Linked DNA regions of Pan troglodytes: region 2 is linked to region 1. Evidence: chromatin contacts called from public Hi-C data. All regions are on one chromosome and are shown on one strand. The core of a region is the stretch at or near the end of the contact, and the rest is flanking DNA. Distances in the headings are between cores, read along the strand shown.

The links. A called contact is a pair of places that touch in the nucleus more often than the background predicts.
Region 2: a Hi-C map of blood shows a contact between it and region 1, with 9 times the contacts expected there. The contact joins two enhancer-like sites. A contact is called at or near these places in 2 of 7 Hi-C or Micro-C datasets (blood and stem cell-derived neural progenitor cells).

The regions. Positions count from the first base shown.
Region 1 is chr6:13,550,997-13,558,013 of NHGRI_mPanTro3-v2.0_pri, reverse strand. It overlaps a transcript of UMAD1 not described here. Among named protein-coding and RNA genes, the nearest start is that of RPA3, 43 kb to the right of the region's middle. Within about 2 kb of position 5,288, at least 6 of the 24 cell types and tissues checked have an H3K27ac peak or open chromatin away from gene starts, as enhancers often do.
Region 2 is chr6:13,629,597-13,635,714 of NHGRI_mPanTro3-v2.0_pri, reverse strand. It overlaps a transcript of UMAD1 not described here. Among named protein-coding and RNA genes, the nearest start is that of UMAD1, 34 kb to the left of the region's middle. Within about 2 kb of position 2,009, at least 3 of the 24 cell types and tissues checked have an H3K27ac peak or open chromatin away from gene starts, as enhancers often do.

The sequences.
Region 1 (7,017 bases), core at 4,039-6,538:
GATGCTGGCTAGAATTCTACATAATCATCATATCCACATTCCAGGATAAGGGAAGTGGGGGCAGGGGAGAGGAGTAAGGAAGGTACACAGCAGTGTGTTTTTAAAAGATTTCCTAGAATCTGCAACACAACATTTCTTCTTATATCCCATTGGCCAGAAACTTCATTATAATCTTCACACCTAACTGGAAAACGGCCACATGGAAAGATAAAGGGGGAAACAGATATTGAGGGACTAGTAGTGTCTGCCCCATATCACAATGAAGCTAAAGAAGATTTAAAAGGTTAAATTATCAGGTGTTCAGAAAAATAACTTTGCAGCATGATGGCTCTGGAAAGTTTATTAATTTGTTGTGGTTTCTCTGACTTACTCTGTCAACCTCGTATGAGTATACGTGCATGCTTTCTCATTAATGCATTCAGGACATGATGCTGCAATTAGTTTTTTCATTAAAAGATAATTGTCAATCTTGCTGAAACTATAAAAATTATCTACATTTTTAAAAAATTGTCAATAAATTTCTGATAAAAAATACAAAAAAACAAAACCCATAATTTTACTGCTTTAAAATGGTCTGATAGTTCCTTACTGCCAATGGGATAACATTCTAACATTTGAGAAGGCCACACAAGGCCCACAACCATGTTTCTGGACACACTTCCCAATAGTGGCCCTGATACACCCTCTCTATTCAGCCAAGAATACTGGCCCTGCCTATGTATCAGATTCTTCTGAAGCTATATAACTTTACACAATCTGCCCCACCACCTAGAATAGTTTTGCTCCTCTACCATACCTTATAAAAATAATTATTCCAGCAATTCTCAGACATCAGTATGCATAAAAATACTGTAGAGTAAAACAGTCAACTCTTCCCAAGTAGCTATACTAAATGCATTGCTTGCTTAAAATGCTGATTCTCTGGCTACAGCTCCCAAAATTCTGTTTCACTAGGTGGGGGCAAGGCCCAGGAATCTGGAGCATCCCTACCAAGCAGCAGAGCACCTGGGATAGAGAAAGTGCTCAAGAATGTTCACTTACTGATTACTACAATCAAAAAAAGATACCACACTAATTTACCACATTCTTCTTACTTATTTTACGAGATACTATTCTTCCAAGGTAAGACCATAATTCTATCATGATATAATGAAGGAAGAAAACACTTAATTTTTTTTTTTTCAGATCAGGAGTGAAAGTTGATTAAAAAGCTTTAGAATAGTATGGAAAGGAAAGAAAAGAAGAAAAGCACAACTTGGAAGAGGGTCAGGCAGGCAACTTGAGAAACCAAGTAGGCCAACACTTAAATTTTTTAGAAATTGACATTTATAAAGATTAATGTGGCCGGGCACGGTGGCTCATGCCTATAATCCCAGCACTTTGGGATTACAGGGGCGGGCGGATCACGAGGTCAGGATATGGAGACCATCCTGGCCAAAGTGGTGAAACCCCTTCTCTACTAAAAATACAAAACTTGGTGGGCGTGGTGGTGCACACCTGTAGTCCCAGCTACTCGGAAGGCTGAGGCAGGAGAATCGCTTGAACCAAGGAGGCAGAGGTTGCAGTGAGCTGAGATGGCACCACTGCACTCCAGCCTGGAGACAGAGCAAGACTCCATCTCAAAAAAAAAAAAAAAAGATCAATGTGTAAGCCCAATAATAATTCTTCCCTTCATAATATGCATTGGTTGCATGCAATGAATAAAAAAAACAGATGCTCAATATGATAATTACTTAAGTATAAAAGAATATTGTAGTACTAAGATTACCAGAAAGACATTCAGGTCTTCCAACCCTATATGAATTACTCATACAAGGTAGAATATTCATACTGTACATTTTACTTAGAGTCTCATCCTCATTATCTATATCTTTAATATAATGAAATAATAAAGTTTAAATAAATATGAAAGCCACTCATCATAATTTTTGAGTAAAATCTGACAAAATGTGAAGTTACAGCATTAGTAAAGCCTGTAAGGAAACAGTAGGAGAAATTCCACGTACATAACATGGTATGCATACTTACAATGTTTTCCCTACCGATGTTGTATGGAATAAGCACCCTTCAAGGAAATAGTACCATAGTGAAACAGTCAACTACCCCCAAATAGTTGTATTAAAACATGGCTGCTTGAATGCGTTAGTCTGATTTTTAAAAAGTACCTCAGATGTTGGTTTGAAAAGTTGACGGGTGTTAACCTGTCAAATAATTTCACATAAATTCATAGTTGTACTATGGCTAAAGCCAGAAAGAGTCATAGATCAGTTGGAATTCACATTGTATAATTAATTTAATAAAATGCTTCCCAGTTAGTCCACTGATTTTTCAAAAAACATCTAAGGTTTCAAAAACTGTCAGCCCTCCGTATCCATGAGTTCCTCACGGGTGGATTCAACCAACAGTGCATCAAAATTATTCAGAAAAAAAAAAAAACTGCTTGTGGTTGCCAAGCGTGGTGGCTCAGGCCAGTAATCCCAACACTCTGGGAGGCCGAAAGGGGCGGATCACTCAAGGCCAGAAGTTCAAGACCAGCCTGGCCAACATGGTGAAACCCCATTTCTACTAAAAATACAAAAAAAAATATTAGCCGGGAATGGTGGCACATGCCTGTAATCCCAATTACTTGGGACTCTGAGGCATGAGAATTGCTTGAACGCGGGAGGCAGAGGTTGGAGTGAGTCAAGATTGTGCCACTGCCACCAGGCTGGGTGATGGAGTGGGACACTGTCTCAAAAAAAAAAAAACTGCATCTGTGCTAAACATGTATAGGCTTCTTTTCTTGTCATTATTCCTCAAACAATACAGTAAAACAACTGTTTACATAGCATTTACATTGCATTAGGTATTTTAGTAATCTAGGGATGATTTAAAGTATATGGGAGGATGTATGTAGGTCACATGCAAAAACTATGCTCTTTTATATCAGAGCGTTGAGCGTCAATGGATTTCGGTATGAGCGGGGGTCTTGGAACCAATTTCCCACGGATACCAAGGGAAAACTGTATATTACTCATAGAAAATGAATTTTGGCTGGAAGCAGTGGCTCACGCCTATAATCCCAGCAGTTTGGGAGGCCAAGGCAGGCGGATCACCTGAGGTCAGGAGTTTGAGACCGGCCTGGCCAACATGGTGAAACCCTGTCTCTATCCAAAATACAAAAATTAGGCAGGTGTGGTGGTGCATGCCTGTAATCCCAGCTACTTGGGAGGCTGAGGCAGGAGAATCACTTGAACCCAGGAGGCGGAGATTGCAGTGAACAGAGACCACGCCATTGCACTCCATCCTGGGCAAAAACAGCAAAAACTCCGTCTAAAAAAAAAAAAGGAAAAGAAAACAAATTTCATTTCATAGGATCATGTATGAAGCTTTCTGCTCTTTTTCTATTTAATGATTTAATATATTGAAGGAAATGTAATTACCCAGAAATTCTGTGGTTTTATTTGCTTTTTGTTTATGGCTCAACTAAAAAAGAAACTGTAACTTTATATTTTATGAAGTCTTTTTCAAAGTGTCTCAACACATTATTTGATGACATACAATTATTAGAGCGTGAACTGTAGTGCTTCTCAGCCTTGCATGAACTCTAGAATCATCTGGAGAACTCTGGGGGGAAAAAATCAATTCCTGGGCCTAATCCCAGGACCTTTTAATCAGAATCTAGGAATGGGTCCCTGCACCAGTATTTTTTTCTAAGTAACCCCTAATGCACAGAAGGGTTAGAATCACAGAGAGATAGATCCCTAATTTACGTTTGAGTCAACTAAATCCACTGACTCCCCGAAAAACATGAATGACTTTCCCACAATTAACTGTGCCAAACAGAAGGCTCAGTTCTGCCTCTGAGTACAGTTGGCACCTCTCCTCTTCCTTCACGCAATTGCCTTTCACTGTACACTCAAGGAGTTAAGGAAGGGTTGTGTACCCCACACGGGGATGGCCTAACCTAACTTTTTCACCTCCGAAAAACTGAAACTGAAACGCTGCTAGATTAACAGGTAAACCAGAATCAGGTAACAGTGACTGAAAATACTGTTAATTCTATCCATTAGACACACAACTCCACATTTCTAATAGAAAAACAAGCATCTACATCATGAAGTTAGTTGAAAAATCCTGGCATACTTGCTTTGCAATTTAAAGGTCAAAAGTAAAAACACAAAAACTGCCAAGTAAATAAAATGTAAATCGAGTTTTTCTGGATATCCCGATACGTGGGTAAGGAGACAGCGATAGGGTAAGTTACTTTTTAATCCATAAACACTCTAATTTTTTAAAGATCTGGTATACATTTTTTGTAAGAACAGGCAATAAAAATAGGAAGCACATGTTGAAAACCTGTTTAGTTTTTGTCATTGTTTTAATTAAAGCCTTCGACCCTAGACAGAATCAAAGTGACTTACTGTCCCTCATTCCTTAGAATGTAAATTTTTATGTACACAGCTAAATTTCCACTTTTAAATAAAGGAAACAACACAGCGATGAAGAGACTACCTTTAAAAGTTCCATATAAAAATATGATAGTTTAACTGAAGTATGTATATGTGGTTTGGTTCCCAGAATGAGGAATTCAGTAGGAGATAATCTTAAAAATAACTCACTTATTTTCAATATCTGACTGATCATTTAGACTGGAAAACAGAAGGTGAGACTAAATTACATATTTCAATGTGTTTTATGTATTTTAAAAGGTGAAATCCAAGCTGCTGTGAATTATTAAATTCTGGTTCTAAATTCAGCAAGTGTTACAAAATAATTAGCTTAATGGAAACTAGAAGTTCTTATGCCCTACTTTAAGAAGCACCTGCATATTCTGAAAACCATGACGCATTTCACTTGTACTGTAACCCAACTCCTTTAATCTCTACAATAGTGTTTGCCCAATTTCATTCTGCCTGCTTCAAAGTTATATTCAATATTTGGTCAACAATATTAGTGAACCAACAACAATATCTAAATTGTTCCTTTTCATTTATATCCTATTACTTTTTGTTGTTATTTTTCCTTCTTTTTGCTATAACATAATAAGCTAATTCATGCTTTTGTCTTAGTTTTGGAAGGAATTATATCCTAACATTTACGCAATATCCCTTTTCCTAACTTAAAATAACTATGAGCTTGCCACTACACTAGTAAATTTGTAATCAACTTAAAGATAATGTCTTAAAAGTACAATTAAACATGTCATAACAGAAGAAAACCCTGGTAATTACGAATAGTGCCATGCTTGCTGGATTTTTAAATAGTAGTATAAGGCTATGAAAAATCGCCACCCAGTGATGCAAATGAAAACTGCAATTTGTTTTTGTGTCAAATGAGTACCCTGGAGGATTACTTCAACTTCATTACTGAATGAAGGAATAGCTATTACCTTCTTACGTGAATAGGAACTGGTTACAAGGGAAAGGATGTTTTTCTACAAGAATTTTTTTCCCTTATTCTTATTCGGCACACTAGACATTTTACAAAGGCTAAAAGCTTTGGAAATCTTAATGCGGAGAAAGGTTTTCCGTCCAAATGTGAGCTAACTGTATATGAACAGCCCAGATATTCCTATTACCAAAACAAGTGTCTAGACTCTGCCCAGACCTGAATTTCAAGTCATGATGTGTTGATTCCATCAACTCTGCAATGCCATCTAATAACTGTGACCTAAAACCTATTTGTGTTAAGCAGAAATGCTTGCCTAGGGGAAAAGGTATTCTCAAGTGGAAAAAAATAGATAATTTATAGCTTAAACAACATAATTTACTCTGACCTTTCTAGAAATGGGTTATAAAGGCCACATAAGGAGATCATCTAACAAATTCTGTGGTGTCCATATTGATAAAAAGTTGTTGCTACAAATATAATCATGTTTATAAGTTTTTACTTAGCTGTATCATTTAGACATCAACAAACACACAAACCAACAAAATAAATTTATTTTTCTGTAATGTACCTATTGCACACGACGCCACAAAAAAAGTTATGTGGATATATGCTAACCATGATATATGTGTATGCAACTAAAAAAACTATCAGAACTAATAAATAAATTCAGTAAGGTTACGGGATACAAAATCAACATACAAAAATCAATAGCATTTTTATATGCCAACAGCAAACAATTTGAAAAAGAAACCAAGAAAGTAATCCCATTTATAAAGCTACCAGTAAAATAAAATACTTAGGAATAAATATAACCAAAGTGAAAGATCTCTAAAATAAAAATTATAAAATACTGATGAAAGAAACCAAAGAGAACACACATAAAAAAAATGGAAAGATATTCCATATTTATGGATTGGAAGAATCAGTATTGTTAAAATGTCCATACTACCCAAAACAATCTACAGATTCAATGCAATCACTATCAAAATACCAAAGACATTCTTCACAGAAATGGAAAAAATAATCCTAACATTTATATAGAATCACAAAAGACCCAGAGAAGCCAAAACTGTTCTAAGCAAAAACAACAAAATTAGACGAATCACACTACCTGACTTCAAATTATACTAAAAAGCTATAGTAACTAAAATAGCACAGTACCGGCATAAAAACAGACACATGGACGAATGGAACCAAATACAGAACCCAGGAATAAATTCACACATTTACAATGAACTCATTTTCAACAAGGGTGCCAAGGATATACATTGGGAAAAGGAAGTCTTGAATCAGTGGTGCTGGGAAAACTGGATATCTCTATGCAGAAGAATAAAACTAGACCCCTATCTCTTGCCACATACAAAAATCAAATCAAAATGGATAAAATACTTAAATCTAAGACCTGAAACTATGAAACTACTAGAAGAAAGCATTGGGCAAATGCTACAGGACAGTAATCTGAACAAAGATTTCTTGAGTAATACCCCACAAGCACAGGCAACCAAAGCAAAAATGGACAAATGGGATTACATCAAGTTAAAAGGCTTCTGCACAACAAAAGAAATGATTAATCAACAGTAAAGAGACAACCCACAGAATGGGAGAAAATATCTGCAAACTACTCATCTGACAATGGATGAACAA
Region 2 (6,118 bases), core at 760-3,259, 81 kb before region 1:
TGTTACCTAATGGAGTTCCTCATACAGTCCAAACTTACCTCAAGTGATCCAGCTCCCATCACTGCCTTAAGATGTTATTTCACTATCTGCATAATTGGCCTAGGTATTGAGAACTGCCTATGAACAAGTTCACACTACTCTCACCTTCCACAGTCTCAGCTTCGTCTAAACAAATTTGTCTTCCAACAAGTTGCTTATATCCACTGTATAACTTCATATTGCTTTACTACTTAACCGAAGCAAAGATATTTTATTTTTTAAAATTATTTTTATTACATTAAATTCCCCCCTATTCTAAGAACTGCAGCTTCTATTCTTTCAGCACTCAATATATTGATAGCTATGGGTCTGGACATTCTTAAGTTGATATAAGACAAATGTGGTCTTAATACTGACATTTGTAAGAGATTTCTGCTTCCCTGCTTTATTGTAATGAGATTGCAAGATGACCCCCCAGATGGCAACAGCTCTGTGACTGCCATATCACACCGCAACCTCATATCTGCTTTGCTGTCTGATAGCACCTAACTCCCTTTCATTACTACTAAGCATTGTCTCTCATTAAATATCTATTTCAGATTATTTGCTCTTACATGTATTAGCTTGCATTTTCTTAGGCTGAATCTCACTATTTCCTGTGATATTTCTAAACCTTTTTGGTATCTTCTTTTCTACTGCTATTTGAAATGCTTCCCAATTTACTATCATTTCTAAAACTAGTTGACATACTTCATTTCCAATTTTAGATTTTTAATGAAAATGCAAAGGAAAACCAGATAATATATCTTCCTAGAGGCTGTATTATTTCATCTCAGAATGAATTTAAGTAAAAGCTGTAAATCATTATGCTATTAAGTCAAGTAAACCTGAACTGTTTACTTATTACATAAATCACTCTATTATTTTTGTAACTAATTTTGCAGTTTTAGTAGAGATGGGGTTTCTCCATGTTGGTCAGGCTGGTCTCAAACTCCTGACCTCAGGTGATCTGCCAGCCTCAGCCTCCCAAAGTGCTGGGATTACAGGCGTAAGCCACCACGCCCGGCCTAAATTTCAATCTTAAATATATTTAAATTTTTAAAATTCAAATGTCTTTGTTACTCCAATGACTGTAAAAATGTCATTGGCTTTGCATGTTCTCATTTATAAACGAGAGCTAAACATTGAGCACACATGGACATAAACACAGGAATGACAGACACTGTGGTCTACTGGGGGTGGAGGAGGGAGGAGAATGTGGGCTGAAGAACCACTTATTGAGTACTAGGGTCACTACCCAGGTGATGGGATCCATACCCCAAACCTTAGCATTATGCAATAGTCCCATATAACAAACTTGCGCATGCACCCCTTGTATCTAAAATACAGGCTAAAATTTAATTGAAGAAAAATTAATAAAGAAATAATTTTCAAATGTCATTGGCTTTAATTAAATAAAAAGCACTTCAATTAAATATCAATTATCCATATTTTATATTTTAAATACTACCTATGTTTATGACAGTAATATACATTTTTCCCTACTAGGCTGTTTATAACTTGTATCCTATGCTCAAAACATTTAAAAATATAATTTGGCTAGAGAATTTCAGGATATTTATTTCCTAAATACTAGGTTTACATAAACATAAAACTCCTGTTTTATATCATTGTTTATTTAATATCACTCTGATATTCTCTATTTTCTTTTAAGAGTGCCGGCTTAAAAGCATTTAAAACAATCAAACCTGCTAAAATTAATGTTATTCAATGCATTTTAAATTAAATCCATTAAATCTTACATATATATAATGTGCTTTCAACTCATGAAGCCTTCGATGAAAACAAATTCTAATCCAGCCCAGGAAAGTGAAGAGTTAAGTGTGCAATTTAGGAAAGAAATATGGCAAGTCCATATATGTGACTCAGTCTTCGAGTGATGTTTACATCACTCTAAGACAGGGAATCCTGTCTCTGTCTGCACTATATTATGACCCTTGTCATCGCCTGCCCTGGAGCAGTTGCATATGCATCTACTTCTCCCACTAAGCAAGTCTCTCTTGAAGGGCAGAAGCAAACGAAACCTTTGTAATTTCCATGAGGCATCCCATAGCAATTTGCACAAAGCAGTCACACAATCAATGTTATCAGAAGAGCAAAGTTCTTGACTTTGCCTTAACACACAAGACCCACGAAAAATGAAAGGAAAAGTAACTTACACACATGGGGTGGGGTTAGTGGTAGTGGTGGTAAGAATGTTAGCAAGAAACCTCGAATGAAAATATTAAAATGTGTTGTGACTTAATCAGTCACTGATGTACTTAAACAAGAGTCAAGATTTTTTTTTAAGTAACTTTTCATACTTCCCAAGTTAGAAGCTGGGGAAGCTTCATTATTTTGTTTGAAAGTTCTCCGAATTAGACACACCCATATGACACAGCCAATGTAAATAATTTGTTCTCCTGGTGTTGCCACTGCTGAACAATGATGAACGGATCAACAGTACAGATATTCCCCAAGGAAGAGTGACCTATTGTGTAAAAAATACATCCCGAAACAAGGAACTGTATTTAGGATAGGTTTCTACCTTCTGAATTCTGGCACACCCTTAGTCCCTAACTGCCTATGAATCAGTCTCCTGAAAAACCTGCAACTGATCTTTCAAAAGCAATGCAATTCAATTCAACAAACATTTATTGAGCGCCCACTGTATAAAAAAGCACAAGAATGGAAACTGAGGGAAAAGGGCCTGCAAAGGAGATGGATAAGAAGCAACGTTCAGAATAGAAAGAAAAGATACAGAAGAGAGGGGTGTATGGAATACAAAAGAGGAACTGGTCAACATTCTCAGATGTCACAAGGGGGGAGAGCTGAGATTCTAGAAGAAAAGGTATCAAAATTCTTACTAAGTAAATGCAAACAATTGGGATCAATAAATAACAAAATGAGTGTCTTTCCATGTAAAGAATGATTCTGCCTTATAAATGTATTCCCCAATAATAAGTTCTAGTTCTATTAATGTCACTACTAACCTCCCTACCATCCAAACTTGAGATTTCTTCCTTTTCCTTTTAATAACAAATGTGATCCGTTACCAAGTCCTATTACTCGCACCCACAAAATTTGGGTCACAGGCATGGTAACACAGGCTGTGTACTGCACAAGGATGTGAAAAGGAGAGGAGCATTGAAACCAAAGACATATCTTTAATAATTTTCCAGCAGATGGCAGTCAAGTGTCTTATTCTAATAAACATATTACAACAATTTTCTAACAGATGGAAGTAAAATGTCTTAAAGAAGTGGTACTTTTTTTTTTTTTTTTTTAGTTAGGTCTCACTTTTATCACCCAGGATGGAGTACAGTGACACGATCACAGCTCACTGTATCCTTGACCTCCTGGACTCTGGTGAGTCTCCCAAATCAGCCTCCCGAGTAGCTGGGACCACAGGCACATACCACCATATTGGCTAATTTTTTGTATATTTTGTAGAGACAGGGTTTTACCGTGTTGTCTGAGCTGAACTTGAATTCCTGGGCTCAAGCAATCTGCCCACCTTGGCCTCCCAAAGTACTAGGATTACAGGCGTAAGCCACCGTGCCCAGCTAAGGTGACCTTTTTATAATTCACAAAATGTACTAAGTAGGTCAGTGGTGGCCCTGCCCACAGTATTTCCTATCTATTTTCTAGCCTTCATTCTGGCTGCAGCTACCACAAATCTGATTCACATAGTATCTTGCAATAGCTTCCAAAATGATCCCCTAATTTCTCCATACTTCAGTCCATCCCACAAGCATTTGAAAAAAATTCCCAAAAGTACTGTTTTGCTAGTAAAACTTTTCAAAAAATCTTCAGTGGTACTGTTATTTTTTTCAATCTCACATTCAAGGCCCTTCATAGCATGTCCTTAACCTTCTCTTTTAGTCTATTCTTTCACTGTTCCCAAGAGGTGCCCTACTCCTAGCTGAACCTAATTACTCTCTACCTTACATATGTCCTGTCCTTCCCTGCCTTGCTATCTTTGTTCATGTCATTTCCTCTGCCTTGAATGCTATCCAAACTCAGTCTTCCTGCCATAAGGGCTAAATTACATTCAGTAGTATATTCTGGGGAGAGGTTTTTGGATGACTTAATAGTGTCTTCAGCAAGCATCTAAAGAAAAATCCCCTCACTTTGGCTTTGGTTGGTATTCCAGTTATCTATTGGTGTATAATAAACTACTTATAACTCAAGACAATTATTATTATTATTATTATTATTTTGTATTTTTTCGTATTTTTAGTAGAGACAGGGTTTCACCGTGTTAGCCAGGATGGTTATTTTTATTATATCTCACAGCTCTGTGACTCAAAAATTAGGGCAGAGCTTGAGCATTTCTTCTGTTCTGTGTAGTGATGTTAGAGGTTGCTCTAGGGTACTGGTAGTCAGAAAACAGTTGAAGGACAACTTCACTCACATTTGGTAGAATGGCTAGAAAGTTGGGTTCAGCTGGGAACGTCAACCAGATCATCTATACACATGCCTCTACAGCATGATGGCCTCAAGCTGGTTGGACTTCTTAAATGGTGGCTCCGGGCTCCAAGAGCAAGTGTTCCAGAAAACAAAGCAGAAGTCACGTGGCCTTTTGCAACTGACCCTTGTAAGCCAGGGTCTCTTTGGCCATATTCTATTGACTGAGGCAGTCATCAGCTCGTCTAGATTCAAGAGGAGGGGGCGTCGACACAACTTTTCAACGGGAGAGTGTCAAAGAATATGCAACCATGTTTTAACACTGCCTAAGTTAGGGAAGAAGGGGGATAACATGGCAGACTGTCTCCCAGAAAGTCTGAGCCACTTCTCTTACTGTTCCCCGAATATGTCATGGTCTTATACTTTTTCCCCTCGTATATCTTTCCTCTGCCTGGAAAGCATCTCCATTCCTCCTTCTTCCCTACAAGCATGTCTAATTGTCATACACCTTTAAGGTCTTCATCCCTAAAGGACCAGCTTAAATTTCCCTTCCTCCAAGACTCCTTCCTAGATCTTTTCAGTCAGTTTTAATCTCGTTTCAGGTTCCCTGGTACTTTTTTCTTCATGATAGTACTTTTCCTATTTACAATTTTACATTAGATTTTCATTTATATACGAAGCAAAAAAGAGAGAAAGGCAAAAAGAAAAATAGAATGCTGTAAGCCCCGTGGCCTTGTAAATTCTCAGTCAAGTTTAAAGAGGGTGCAAAATGCTCGATGTAACCGGACTCTTATGGAATCAAGTAGAGGGCCTGAGTCCTCTGTCCAGGCTGATGCCGGATGAAGGTGACCCAGCACATGTAGACAACATACTTTAAAATATATTATTTATATGTTTATTCTAAATTAATAGCAGTTGTAATTCCTGTAGATTCCAGGAAAGATAAACAAACTTGGGAAGAAGGAAGGTTTAGTGTCCTGTGTCCTGCTTAATGATAGTTTCTAACACTACATACACTTTTGTCCTCAAAAATGTTGAAAATGGAACTTTCTCATGTCAGAGTAAAATCCATATCCGGCATAATCTACTGAAGAGATATACTAATGGGCCTGTGAGGTAATACAAACAACAAAAGCCAGTAATTCAAGCTATCCAGTTTAAATAACCATATAAGAAGTGCAATTTTGAGCTAGAAAAGACCTAGTTCAACCTTATGATGAAAAATCTGAGGCCCACAGAATGTGACTAGTCCCCAAAGAATTCATTTTCTGTATAAAAACAAACACAACAAAACCAAAGCTACAAAGATCCGTGAAGCAAGATATGTGCAAAAACTTGTGCGGCAGTATTGTCTCTAACAGGGTGGGGAGAGACAGTGTGTCCATAAATGCCCACTACTCGGAGAAAGGATAAATTGTGGTATCTTCATACAAAGAAACATTACGCAGGAGTCAAAATTAATGAACTAGAGCTACAAACATCAACATGTATAAATCTGAAAAAAGCAACATTGAACAGGAAGGTAAATTGCAGAATACAAAGAAAATGACAAGACTTATATAAAATGTTTAAATAAGTAAAACCGTACTATAAATAGGTTTGAACTACACACCATATATGGTAAAAGTATAAGAAAATGGCATGGGAATGAATGGCTTCTTCAATGGGGGCTGAAGGTGCACAGAGGCAG